Linked DNA regions of Arachis hypogaea: region 2 is linked to region 1. Evidence: chromatin contacts called from public Hi-C data. All regions are on one chromosome and are shown on one strand. Each heading gives the region's core, a stretch centred on a gene start, on an enhancer-like site or on the middle of the called end of the contact. The rest is flanking DNA. Distances are from core to core; before and after follow the strand shown. Region 1 overlaps LOC112771130 (outer envelope protein 39, chloroplastic). Region 2 holds the start of LOC112772564 (dnaJ protein homolog).

The links. A called contact is a pair of places that touch in the nucleus more often than the background predicts.
Region 2: a Hi-C map of leaf shows a contact between it and region 1, with 2.0 times the contacts expected there. The contact joins the promoter of LOC112772564 here to the enhancer-like site in region 1. A contact is called at or near these places in 3 of 8 Hi-C or Micro-C datasets (leaf and an unstated tissue).

What each region holds. Positions count from the first base shown.
Region 1 is chr18:7,150,679-7,157,810 of arahy.Tifrunner.gnm2.J5K5, reverse strand. LOC112771130 (outer envelope protein 39, chloroplastic) reads right to left here. Exons shown (of 11, transcript XM_025815760.3): 5 at 6,919-7,077; 6 at 6,709-6,779; 7 at 6,541-6,619; 8 at 6,319-6,434; 9 at 6,058-6,205; 10 at 5,887-5,956; 11 at 4,819-5,417. The coding sequence ends at 5,260. Among protein-coding and RNA genes, the nearest start is that of LOC112771129, 4.7 kb to the right of the region's middle. Within about 2 kb of position 4,505, at least 2 of the 3 cell types and tissues checked have open chromatin away from gene starts, as enhancers often do.
Region 2 is chr18:7,195,233-7,202,364 of arahy.Tifrunner.gnm2.J5K5, reverse strand. LOC112772564 (dnaJ protein homolog) reads right to left here and starts at 3,285. Exons shown (of 6, transcript XM_025817532.2): 1 at 2,720-3,285; 2 at 2,236-2,404; 3 at 2,002-2,143; 4 at 1,624-1,900; 5 at 1,333-1,531; 6 at 720-1,219. The coding sequence starts at 2,869. The coding sequence ends at 900. It overlaps LOC112772565 (probable receptor-like protein kinase At1g49730), which reads left to right. Exons shown (of 8, transcript XM_025817533.3): 8 at 568-1,224. The coding sequence ends at 717.

The sequences.
Region 1 (7,132 bases), core at 3,256-5,755:
ATGTGTGCTTGGATGCTTGTAAAAAGGGGTTTAGGACTGGTTGTCGACCGTTGATAGGATTAGACGGGTGCTTCCTGAAGGGTTATTACGGAGGACAATTGCTGTCGGCGGTAGCACAAGATGCCAACAATCACTTTTATGTGATTGCATACGCAGTGGTTGCTAATGAGACTAAAGAAAGCTGAAAATAGTTTTTAGACTTGTTACAAAATGATTTAGGCCCTGCTGCAGTTGAAGGGTGGAACTTCATCAGTGATCAGCAAAAGGTAAATGCTAGTTTTGGCTACTTTTTTTTTACTATTATATTAAATTTACTCTTTAATTTAGTTATAACACACTTCAATTTTGTATAGGGTCTGATGCCGGCGATGAAGGAGGTTATGCCGAATTCCCATCACAGGAACTATGTTAGGCATATATGAAAGAATTTCACCAATAAGTACAAGAGCAAGCAGTTGAAGAATGTCATCTGTGCTTGTGCTAAAAGCAGTACGAAAGCAGAGTTCAGAGAGCACATGAATAGACTAAAGACGGTGAACCAGGATGCATGGGTTTACCTTGCAAAATTTGACCCAACATGCTGGACAAAATCACATTTTAGTAACTGGCCGAAGCTAGATAACATCACCAACAATATGACAGAAGTGTGGAATGCCAAGATAGTACACTACAGAAGAAAACCCATTTTGACAATGCTGAAAGAGTTGAGATGCTACATCATGAGGAGGATGACCCAGCATAAGAGAATTTTGAGCACCTACACAAGCATAGTGGCACCAGTGCAACAAAAGATGATGGATGACATCATGAAAGAATGCAAATACTGGACTGCTCAATGGACTAGTGATGATGCCAAACAAATTTTTGAGGTGCAATATCACATAAAGAAATTGGGGGTGGATCTAGAAAACAGTACATGTTCTTGTAACATGTGGCAACTTACAGGTAATGGTTATATTTTCCTTGGATTAATTTCTTAATTAGTGCTCCATTGGAATTTTCTGGGTTGTCTTAAAGGATATTTTCTATGGTGTGCTTAACATGCTGTTGGGTTTAAAATTCTGATATATTTATCATATATTAATTACAACTCCAATTTACATGAGACACCAAAGATCCCTTGTGTGCATGCAATAGCTGCAATTGGCAGAAGAGGAGATAGACCAGAGGGATATGTCCATCAATGGCTGAAGATGGATGTATTTAGGGCTATCTATGCTCACTCCATAAGCCCTATCAACAGTGAGAAATATTGGGATAAATCTTGAGTAGTTAGTTCCGTACCCCCCAAAATTAAGAGACCAATTGGGCGTCCTGTGAAGCGAAGGAGACCTGATGCAGTGGAAGACGGCCCTGATGGGACAAAGGCCAAGAAGACCTTCAGAGTTACATACTCCAAGTGTGGAGAAATTGGTCACAATTCCAAAACATGCAAAGGGGCACCCCAGCAAGGATAATCTTCAAAGGGCAAAGGAAAGAAGAAGCAAGCCCAGCCATAGTATGAGATGAATATTTCTCAATCAGCCCCGTTATCTCAGGTAACATCTATTGCATTAGTTTTCACTTGCAGAGTCTTAGTTTGCACATTAGTTGTGGTGTAGACTATTGCCCCTGTACGTGGGGACCTATTTGCACCATAAATATTATTCTATAGGGAACTAATTGTCTTATAAATTATTATTTGGGTACTTAACTACCTTATAATTGGTCATACAAAATGAAGGATCTGTAGAAGGTAGCATACAACCTCTTAATCCTGCCTCTCATGAGACTCAAACTGAAAATCCTCCCTCACAAGCCACAACTAATGTCTCAAGCAAACCCAAAGTATGCTACTTGTAATTAGATTAATGTGTATGTTTGAAATTTGTAAAAAATATACTCATAACAATCTTGTAAATTCTAGGCTCAGTAACCGTTCAGACGTCCAAAGCAAACAATTAGGAGGCCCCAGGTACAGGGGAGTGTCGGTGTAGATACGACTGTAGCTACCACCAGTCAGGCAGTATCTGAAATGTTTAAATTCATCCCAACACCGGGATTGAACCAATATAAGAAGAAATTACCCTTTTAAGAATCAGTGTGCAACTTATTATAAACACCATATTTTGTTATGTTTGAGAAAATAGAACCTCTTTGTTTGGTTTGTTTTGTTTTGGTGTTCTCTGTGTTTAAGACAACAGACCTTTTGTTTAGTTTGGTTTGCTTTTGGTGTATGTTGAAGGAAACAGACCTTTGTTTTGTTTCATTTGAGTTATGTTGCTACTAAATCAAATTACTTGTGTAGTTACAATATTGTGAATATCAGTTACTTCACCCTTTTGATATATGGTTGCAACAACCCAAAAGCAATATATTTCTTTTATCCTATTTGACCACAATTGAGTTAATCAATATAATGCATGTCCATCTAATATCTATCTAACCATGAATACACATTTCAATACAATAACTTGATTATTAACATAGAATCCAGTTTGCCTAAACAGCCACCACAAATATACAAAACACAACCACACCTATCAATGCACCACATATTACACCCCTAAGAAAGTCGAAAATATTATGCTTCTTCACAAATTGGTTATCCTCATCTTTCTTCCACAACAAATTCTCCAATTGCTTCACTCTGTCTTCCAAGCCATCGTTCAAACTTACAACACCTTCATCACCTGCACCAGTGTCCACAGAAGCCAATCTATATCCTTCGACTACATCCTCCATCGCATACCCAAAAATCTCATCAAACCATGCAAAAAATTCACAATAACCTTGCTTCTCTTACAATCACAACAACAACATGGGAAACAATTTTACAGACCCATGGCAATTATCACACATGACACAACAAAAATACTCTCCAATACCTTGAAATAAGGACAACCAAAAAACAACCTATTCGGATTTTCTGTCGTGCGCGACCTGCATATGACAGCTAATGTCCTGCAAAATCACTTGGGATGTTCTCCTTTTCTCAGTCGACCCCTCCCGAATCCAGTCGTCTCACTGTCAGCACTCAACTCGCCAGTAATACTTCTTCCACATTGTCTCCGACTTCCAGTTGACGTCGTCCCTCCACTAGCCATAATCAATTCCAGCAACCATCATCAACTACACAACCTAATTTTAATTTGGCCCCCAAATCAAACGGCATCGTTTGGTTACATTACCCTCCATCGCCGGGACCTATTTGTCCCTTGAAAAACGAAATCGTTCTCCTGTGCCCCAACACGACGTCGTTTTGTCCTGTAAGCACAGAGACCAAACTGTCCTCGACGTGACGCGTCACTCTTAACCCGACATGTTAGCCAGGTTACTTCCACGTAGGACGTCAACCTTAGACCTGACTGGCTGAACCTGGTGTAGGGACATATCTGGTGTATAGCTAAGAAGGTCAAGAACAAAATTTTAGTTAAATTTCGTTGGGGACAAATTTGTCTAAACATAAATTTCTTGAGGACCTATTTAGGGTATTACTAAAAAAAATACATGTTAATATTTGAGTTAAAGTTGAACCGTAATCAACCATAATTTGAACTCAATTTTCATTATTGGAACTTGAGTTTAATTGGCTCACTTCCACCACTAGTCTTTTGCACACGCCACTGATTTCTCGATCCTCACTTCATGTAAATAATCAAATTAAATTACTTATTTGTTAATAAAAGAAAATAAAAAAAAAGAAATCTACAGTGACAAATAAAAATATTATTTATACATTAAAATTAATTATTAAAATTAGTTATTAATACATTTATGTATAAATATATATAGTTTAATTTATTTTTTTATGTATTTATATTTCAATATATATTTTATACTAATAACTAATAATAAGAGCTGATTTTAGTGTACACATAATATAGTTGAATTAATAATTGATGCTTAATGTTTTAATGATGTCTCATCTTGGATACTTCAGCCAATGACAGAGCTAACCCGACAACTTTGACGAGCATGTTTTATCAAATTTCTTTAGTGTTCACGTGACACTGGAATTTATTATTTATTAATTAACTATGATAAATGGGTTACAACTTAGAAATTAGATTTGACACAAAGTCAATATATCATTGTTAGTTTGTTACCATCACTTTCGGAATAATTTATTTATAAATGATTAAATTGAAGGCAGATGATTCACGTACAGGCAGCGGTACAGCAGAACCTTTCTGGTTTCGAATCTTGTTTGTTTTGTTGGAATCTCCATTTATGAATAAACAAACATTGGTAATCACAATATTATGAACTCTTTGAATTGATGAGGCACATTTTTTTTTTCTTTTAATGGGAGAGCTGAATTTTATTATCAAAGATCTAATTATTACAAGATAAAAATATTAACTCTGCAGATACGATCCTGCTTAAACAAATATTTAATTTCAGTTAATACCCTAATTTCTATTATTTTGCAGTAACTTTTGTATTTTTGTTTTGGTCATGACAGTAACTTCTGTTAAACTTCAGCTAGGTGAGATACCTTTCTTAATGGGCCAGATGTCTTGGTCTATTAAAGATTTTATAGGCCCAATAAAATCCTAATGTATTAAAGGGCCCAAAAAATATAAATAGAAGAAGTAAGTCACTGAATTTTTGTTGGTTGATAAAATGGTTATGTAACAATGTCACTACTAATCGTTTTTTTGTGTCATTTCAGATGTTGGTTATAGCCATATGATTATATGAATTACGAAAGACTATAAAACTACTACAAACTCTTTTTTTTGTTGCCACCTTAATTAACTAAAATTGTAACTAAATTACAAAATATCTACAAGATCTGAGGGTTAATTGTCTGCTTATGTGCTGAGATTCATGTATAAGAATATAATTCTATCTACCATTAGCTTGAGAGCAATTTACAGTAAATAATATGTACTCATTTATCCAAAACCAAATTAAAAAACATGCCATCAGAATTTCAACTATCATGAATTGTGTGAAAAAGAATGAAAAATATACTTCTAAGCTAGAAATATACTCCTTCAGGTTCCAAATAACTATCAACTTGGACAAAGTGGCAAATTAGTTAATAAATGAAATCTGGATATACTGTGTTCATTGAGTTTCTATTGCGCCAATTTCGTCCGAGCCGACAGTTATTTAGAACCAGAAGGAATATTATTGGAGTTCATAAAACCGATGATGCCGAGAATCGACAACAAAATATTGCAGCTTCTGTGTCTTCAACAATCCATCTTCCATAGGAAATGATGAGAAATGAGAAATGACCAGTGGAAAAAAAAGAATGTATGGATCTCATGAAGCAAGGTTGCTGAGGCCAAAATAGAGAGTTCTCTGCTGAAATGCATTTATGGCATAATCGACTTGAAAGTGGCCGAACTGTGACTTAAATCGAAGTCCATATCCCACACCAACACCAGATCCTGGTTTACCCTGTCTCATTGCTGGATTTCCTGAATTTCCAAGAGATCAATGCCATGAGAGCAAGTTCAAAATCCAGTAAGGCATCATCACAAAGAAACCAAAAACGACAAACTAAATCCAAAATGGAAACCTCTCGACAACACACGCCAAAGGAGTGTGTTAAAAAAAAAAAAAAAAAAAAAACTAAATTCACGATAACTAATTTAGACATGAATGGAACTTCTATGTATTAGCTTGCACAATTTAGACATGAAATCACGAGTAGAATAACATGGGAAAAGCCTGGAATAATTCTCCTGCCACATAAAAATGTATGACTTTGAGTTCACATGTCAAATTATGGATGACTTGCTTTTTTTATAGCTTGCAGTTGTTATTACATGAACCTCTTCAAGCCAATCTTTTTCTTTTTCCTCCTCCTAAATCAAATGTCGCTTTATTATGTATTATATCAACAAGCGGACAAATAGACCTATTCTCAGCAGAATGACAACTCACCCGGTACAAGATGACCAGAGCGCAAGTCTGTTCCACAGTCCATAAAAATGGCACCTTCTAACATCTTGTTCTACAGTAAAGATGACCTCAGGGGGTTTAGTTCTAGGCACTTCAATTTAACAATAAATAGCTTATAAGAGTATAAGAGTTGCTTATAAGGCTATTGCTTACCAAAGGGAGTGTTAGTTCACTATTAGCCACCAGACAAGATCTCCCAGACCCTACTGCTCCTTCACCATACCCTCGCACACTCCCAATCCCTCCAATGGAAAATGCTTGGTAAGGAGCCATGTCACCAACAATTGAACCACCTGTAAGTCTGTCAGAAGAAACGGTAAACAGGATATCCAGAATTCTTGTTGAAATTAGGACTCATAATGTAGGAAAGACATGAAATAGTAAATATACTATTAAAATGTCATAATTACCAACCTTGTTAACAAAAATGCTGGTCCAAGTTTGATTCCTTTAGAAGCAACAAATTTAAAACGATTAAAGATTAGCCACTTGGAAAGAACTGGAATGCCTTGCTCTATTTGAAGATTAAACTGAAACAGACAAGCATCTGGTCAGCCAACAAATACACAACAATATCTTTGTAATCAATCGTATATAGATAGTAAGCAAACTGCAGATAAGAATTGATTGTATTACATGGAAAAAGCTACGATCATTTGCCTTCGTATATCGAGACTCTTGCTTTAACACTACCATACTGTCATGTGTAGTACCACTGCAAGCAATGTATATCATAAGGTCAAAATCAGTCCAACAACAGGAGAAATGAAATACTAGCTACTAGAATGTAGAATCCATTATTACCTGCAAGTCAAAGGCAACCCATCATGATCTCTACTTATCGAGTGACCATCATCGTTCAATGGACGGACATGCTACAAGATGGTTTATCATAATTAGTTTCCAATTCAACATTGTCTATTACCAAAATCAAAGAGTAATGCAACCTAAGGAAACTCATGCTACTGAGCTTTAATAACATGAATGAAAGATTCACAAAAAACCTAGCTGAACCTCAAACTTTATACTGGTTGAACTGCTCCATTTCGTACTTGCAGGTTCCTTCAAGTCCAGCCCAACCGATAATCTAGACAAATTTACACCTCCACTTCCAGAGCGGGAGAAATTGTTTATAGGTATACCATGGATACCAATCTCAGGTGAAAGAGAATGCTGAAGATGCAAAGGGCGACAACAAATAAAATTTAGAATATGCTATAACAATTTT
Region 2 (7,132 bases), core at 2,036-4,535, 46 kb before region 1:
ATGTTGAACTAGGCTAAAAAATTTTATTATGGAAGATAGTGTGCAATTCAATTTTGTTAGTGGTGCATGTGTTTTTATTTTGATATAGGAATCAGTAATCGGTAGATCCGATTACTTTATAAGGTGATTTTTTAAAATTTTTCAAATATCAAATCAGAGAGTCCGATTTGTTTGTTGTGATTTTTTCATAAATCGGAGGATCTAACTTTTGTTCTTAATAAATCGGATGGTCCGATTTTTATTCCCAAAAAAATCGGATGATCCGATTTCCACATTTTAAATAAGAAAGTTCCACATTTAAGAATAACACCCTTATCATCCATAATCTTAAAAAACACCATTTCCATCCCAATATCAAAAATAATTTGCGGTTGAACTATCAAGACGCATAATTTTAATCAAATTTATGGGTTATTTCATGTCATTTATCAAACCAAATCACGGTTTAAAATTGAACAGATTTTACACTCTCATTATTCTTTGGTTATGTGATGTTAAACAGAAAATGTTAAATAACTAAAGATTTTTCCTTTTATATTTGTCTTATATTTGTCTTTTTCACTGCAGATATTAACCTCCTACTATTCCCCTCCTCAAATTACTAAATATTCGTCGATACTGTTAAGACCATACACACACAACACAAACAAACAAAAAGAGAGGAGAAAGGAACCGAGAAGAGAAGAAGGTGGCCTGCGGATAGGAGGAAGAGAGTAAAATTGAACAAAATTGATGATATTAGGATGTCCGAACGGAATTACCCTTGGACAATAAATGCTACTCTGTTTGTTTTTTATCCAAAAATCAGATTTAATCAAACACTAATTTAGTCCGCAGCACACGGCTAAAAATAACATATGAATTGACTGAAGATCAACACTTGTTCTGTATGAAGATCATCACTGCTGAGCGCACTGTACTCTCTGATGACCACCGTGCATATCATCGTCCTCGTCGTATGCCTCCTGCTGAGCCTGTTGCCTCCTCCTCATCTCTTCCTCCATGTTCACATCGTGCAGTGTGGTCTCCTCGCACTCGTCCAGCTCCATGTCAGTCAACTGTGAAGTAGGTTTTGGTGGCAGAACAGCTTCCAAAGCTTTCACCTGATCAGGGATCAGAGATTCAGGAAATTCTACCGAGAAGTGAATGTAAAGCTTCCCCTTCATGAAGGGCCTCTGGTACATTGGCATTCCCTCATCGTTTATTGCCTTGTAAGAATCTGGCATTTCAAGCAAGTTTTAATATCACAAATGAAACGAATCACAATTTTCAATCATTCGGAAAACTTGGAGGAGCAAAAATGCACAATGCATAGATGCAACATTTACGTACCAGGCTTAATAACTTCACCAGGATTTGACTTGATGAGAAGTTGCCGCCCATCCAAGTGAGTGAGCACAAACTTAAAGCCACACAAAGCCTCAGTCAGGGACAGCGAGTGCTCAACAAAGAGGTCTTCATCCCTTCTCTTGAACTTGGGATGTTCCTTCTGTTGAAGGACAAAGACAATATCTCCAGTGACTGTATCGGGCTGCAAGAAATGCAGAAGATCGAAGTCAGCACAAATCCTTTAGTATATACAATTCAATATCAGTAATAATATGACTTAAATGCTCAACATACTGCTTCATCAGCTTCACCAGGGAATGTAATCTTCTGCCCGTTCTGCATTCCCTTCTCCACATGGACCTCGAGCACTTTCTTCTCTTGGACGACTTTCTCGCCCTTGCATTGTGGGCACCGGTCTTTCTCATTGATTGTTTCTCCAGTACCCTTGCATTCATTGCAAGGATGCTGCATTTGCTGAATCATAGAGGGACCAAGGTGCCTAATGGAAACCTTCATACCAGTACCTTGACAGCCAGCACATGTCATTGAAGCTCCAGATTTCGACCCTTTCCTGTAATCAATTACAAAACAAGCCGTGCACTCTGTAAGAACCAATTGTTGAAAAAAGGGCCAACAAGCATGCAAACCAACAATGCCGAAATCAAAACACACCCGTTGCATTTAGAACACAAGACATTCCGTGAAAGAGAAAGCTTCTTTGAAGTCCCAAGGTAAAGGTCCTCCAAAGAGACCTTCAGGGGGTGAACCACATCTTCGCCACGTCTCTGCCTCCGGCCTCTACTGCCGCCACCACCTGCTCAACGAAACAATTTTAGAAACCTTTAATTTCTTTATAAATGCTAGCTTTGACGGCTCCCATAAAAAGAATTGTCCGTAAAACCATACCGGAGCCAAATGGACTTCCCCCGAAGAAAGACTGGAAGATATCAAATGGATCATGGCCACCACCACCGCCACCCATTCCTTCCTTAAGTGCGTCTTCACCATATTGATCATAAATCTCACGCTTCTCCGGGTCACTCAGCACCTCATAAGCATGTGCCAGCTCTTTAAACTACACACCAAAAATACAGAAAGAAAACGTGAAAGTGTAAGGCCTCGTCTCACATGATTTCTCTCGATCGATCACCGCAGCTACCAATAAACAAACTACAGTCATAATCACTCTGGCGAAGTGCAATCTACCACATCACTACTACGTAAACTAATCACAACCGCAAATTAGCAAATCAGAATCGCAATAACATTGAAATAAAAAACAATTATATCCTAAACAATTTCGTCAACAAATAATCACCACTAATTAAGAATCAATTTAAATTATTAATTCTATTCAGAGTTTTCCGAATGGAATCATTAGGATGGCTACCTTCTCAGGATCACCTCCTTTGTCAGGATGATTCTTGATGGCGGCTTTCTTGTAAGCCTTCTTCAAATCGTCCTGCGAAGCCTCCTTCGATACTCCGAGGATCTCATAGTACTTGGTGTTATCGCTCTTCTTTGGCGCCCTCCCAAACATCTTCACAATCTCACAACACAATCAAATTCAGATCACAATTCAACAGAAACCGATTCCGATCGATTGATCGATCGAAGAAACGAAACCCTAATTATATTTCCCCCCAAAATAAGGTTGGCGTGGTGTATGTAACCAACTGGCGCGAGAACATGAAGACTCCAGATCTCTTTCTTTCAGAGGAGGTATAAGCGAAGCGAAACACAAGGATGAATTTCTGCAAGGGGTATATATAAAGCGGCACGGTCGTTGATTTGATGGACGGTTTGGATCGAATCCTGGTTGTTAGATAGGTTATAGAGAAGAGTCTAGAATAATTTATTTGATTTTATGCTTTTGTGAATTGTGAGTCTGACAAAAAAAAAATTTAGAAGCATCGACCGTTAGATCTGTGAGGTGAGAAAATAAATATTTAATTTTTGAATTAAAATAGTGTTTTATATGCTATAAAAATGATAAATTTAATGATAATTGACTATTTTATTATTTATTTATGTTTTTTTTTTCTATATTTTTTGTTGTGCGAGATGGGGAATTTGTTCTAGATCCTTCTTCCCTCGTTAGCCAGCATTTTAAATCGTTGTTTATTTTTCTTTTTATGTTTTAGCTTTTTATTTTTGTTTTTATTTTTTATTGTTTTTCAGCTTTTTAGTTTATAGCTGTTTCTTTCTTTTGTCCCCTCCTCTTGGCGCCAGGCTTACCTAACGGCTTCGTTCATTTATCGAACTTAGTACCATTATTACTGGCCAAAGTAGCTTTCCTATTTATTAAATGTGTGTTTGGATTGTAGTTTGTTATATTAAAATTGTAGTTTGTTATATTCGAAGTCAATTTCGATATTTAAATTTAAAATTACTCAATTAAAATCTTTAAATATTAGATCATGACTCACGTTTGTCTTTAGAGTTATCTTTGTGAACGAAGATTTGATATGGCGCTTTAAGTTACTAAGATAGATGTGTAATGGTTAAATGATGTGACAAAATTTGATTTTACTCAATTTAACCCTTCTAAAGATGTTAAAACCCTAATTTGCATCTCTCTTTTCCTAAAACTCTGCGTGGTCATGTTCTCATGGTGCTTTCGTAAGGAACTTTAATTGTGGGAGATTGGGAAAGATTCATGATTAGTGTGGTTGTGGAATGCATCCAGTAGTTCGGTGATTTGGGACGAATGTCAATCTTAAAAGACCTTTTTATGGGTATCTAAATTATAATGTAAATGCAATGTCTTCTTTAATGTATTGCTACTGGTACTTTTGTTGATGGGTATGCTAAATTTTTTTTTCTTTTTCTTGGTTATTGAGGAGTTGACAGAATTTTGGGAGAATGTGGTGTGATTTTTTTATGTGGACAGATGCCGAGGAAGAACAGAATTTAGTGGGCAAAGCACAACTTGAAAGTAATAATGAGAGTTAGAAGATGAATTTAGCATGGAAAATTACTTCAATAGAAGCTGAAATTAAGTGTTTGAAACTATCAATTAGTATTTTAAGTTTGCTTATTTGTTTAGGTGTGTTTGTGATTGTTGTGTATGGTATAAGCATGGTTAAATTTTGATTAAAATTGTGTATCTGATGGTGTATATGTTTAGGGTTGAATGAAAGCATTGTAGAAAGCAAATATGAAAAAAAAAAAAAAAAAGAGCATGTTTTAGCTCCTCTGGTATATATGTAATATTACAATAGTAAAGAATTGTAGCTAAATATTAAACATGTTAGTACCATTCATAAATTTTAAATCAAGTCTCTACATTTAGGATCCAAAAAAAGAAGGCATGCATAACCAATATCCAAAGGCATTGTTTGTTATTAACTGAACAAAACAAGCTGACTAAAATAAACATAATAGAGTATCAACAAAATACATTCAGAAAGTCATGAATAGCCAAGTATATAGACACACATATAACCATGTTTTAGTGACACAAGATAAACATAATTAAAAAAGCAACTATCCTAATTATAATAATCCATCACGGCTGGAAATCAATCACTTCTTTCTAGGAGGTTTGAAGGCTGGCTTCATCCCTAGTGTACGGACAAATTTTATGACTTCAGTCATTCTTAAAGATGTTCTAGAATTTGCTCTTTACATTGGATTAATACTAGTTGTTCTTGGGACTGGAGATGTGTTTCTCTTTGGTTGTAATTTGTTGGGCTTCTTTGCAGAAATTATCTATAGTTGCATGAGTAGAATACAAGTCCGGATCAGTTTGAGACATAATTAAACTGAATAGATAATTAAAATAAACCTTAAATCCACAAATATAAGGACAAATTGAATGGTTATTTGTTCTCCATCTTCTTGTGAAAAAGGTGATTGAGATATCACAATATCTGAAGGAGCATTAGCATTTGTTGGGGTCTCAGAAGTAGCAACATCAGTAGTTGGAGCAGGGTCAGCCTCTCCTTTTTCGTCTTATGCAAACACACCCTCTATGGTTTTATTTGCATTAGAAACCCCTTTTTTCTTCTTAGAAATTACTGCTGTTGCAACAGCAGCAAAGGCAACTGCAATATCATAAGCTTTTTTGTGGGAGCAGCTTGTGACATTTTATCCCACAATAAGTACAAGTAAACTCCTTGTACTTTCTATTTAGTTTCATTGCTCCAGTCTTACTCTTCTTACTTACTGAAGGCTCCTCATCTACATCCTTCCGTCTTTTCTTCTTCAAAGGACCAGGCTTTCTTTAAATTTTGGGTGCTTCAGGTCTACTATACTGAGACTTCTCCCACATTGCTTGTCCAGGGATAGAATTTAACGAATGGACATATGTTGCTCTATATGAATCCATGGTTAACCAAGTGTGACAATAGTCTTTAGGATTTTCATTCAGTTTAGCTATTACAACACATGCATGGACACATGGCATGCCTAAAAGCCAGTTTACATCCAATCAGAATTTGTTTTCCAACCAAAAACATTTTACATGAATTTAGAATTTGTTCCAACCAAAAACAGATTACATCCAATCAGAATTTGTCCCAACCTAAATTGCATGCCTAACACATTTATTTCAACCAAAAATATAGTACCTACAATAGTTCACAATTATAGCAAAAATGTATGCCTGAAACAGTTTATAACTAGTAGCAAATAAGCAACAAAACAAACTTATACCTGTAATATGCCAGAATCTATATGTGCATATCTGCTTCCCCAAATCAATAGCCATGTTTGTTGACCATCAATGAATCTCAAATCTCTGATATCTATCATCTCCAGACCACACCGGACGCCATTTTTGTGATTCCTTCCTTATCTTCTCTAGTCTGCTCCTTTGAATAGGAGGTAACCTGCCTATGTGGTGTTGCAGTTTCACTTTATTTTTTTGTAATTATTCTCATGACGAACATGCGGACTTCCTCTAGTAGAGTGATTATAGGCTTTGCCCTGTACTCCTTTATCCTTACATTGAATATTTCGTATGCATTATTATAAATGTTATCCATCTTAGGACCATGGCTAAAGTATGCCTTGGTCCATGATTTCTTTGGCCATTTGTTCAAGTAGGCCCAGGCATCTTCATTATTTCTCTTTATCTTCTCCATCTTCTGCTCAAAGCCATGCCTTGTTGTCTCCCTTGCACATTCCCATAACAAGCTTCTCAACTCTTCCTCTTTTTATTGCTTGTTAAAATTCCTCCACATGTGCCACACACAAAACCTATGATGCACTTCAGGCATCAATTCACGAACTGCTGGAATTCACCCCTACCATAATATGCAACAAAGTTAACATTTATTGTAATCGAGCCCTAATTAAGCCCTCCAAATTCTACTTTATGACCTAACCGAACCCTAAATTTTATATTATGTCCCAACATAGTCCCTCAACATAGCACTCAAAATTGTTTTAAATATTAAATTTTACCTTCTGCTTGTCCGACATGAAGCACCAACCATTACGAGTGTAATCACCCAGATCATCCAGTAGAAGCTCTAAAAACCATCACCAATTGTCTTTGTTCTCGACCTCTACAATGGCCCAGGTGATGACATATATGTGGTTGTTGGTGTCTTGTCCAACTGCGGATAGGATTTGCCTTCAAAGTGAGTCTTAAAAAAGGATCCATCTAATCCAATTAGAGGGTGACATCTAGCCTTGAAGCCTTTCTTACATCCATCAAGGCATATGTACATTTTTTTCGAAAATTGGATCTCCTTCAGGTTGCGGCTTCACTCCTATTTTAAAAGTTGAGCCAGGGGTACTTTTTAGAAGATTCTCTGCATAGTCTCTGACGAGTGTGTATTGTGCTGCCACA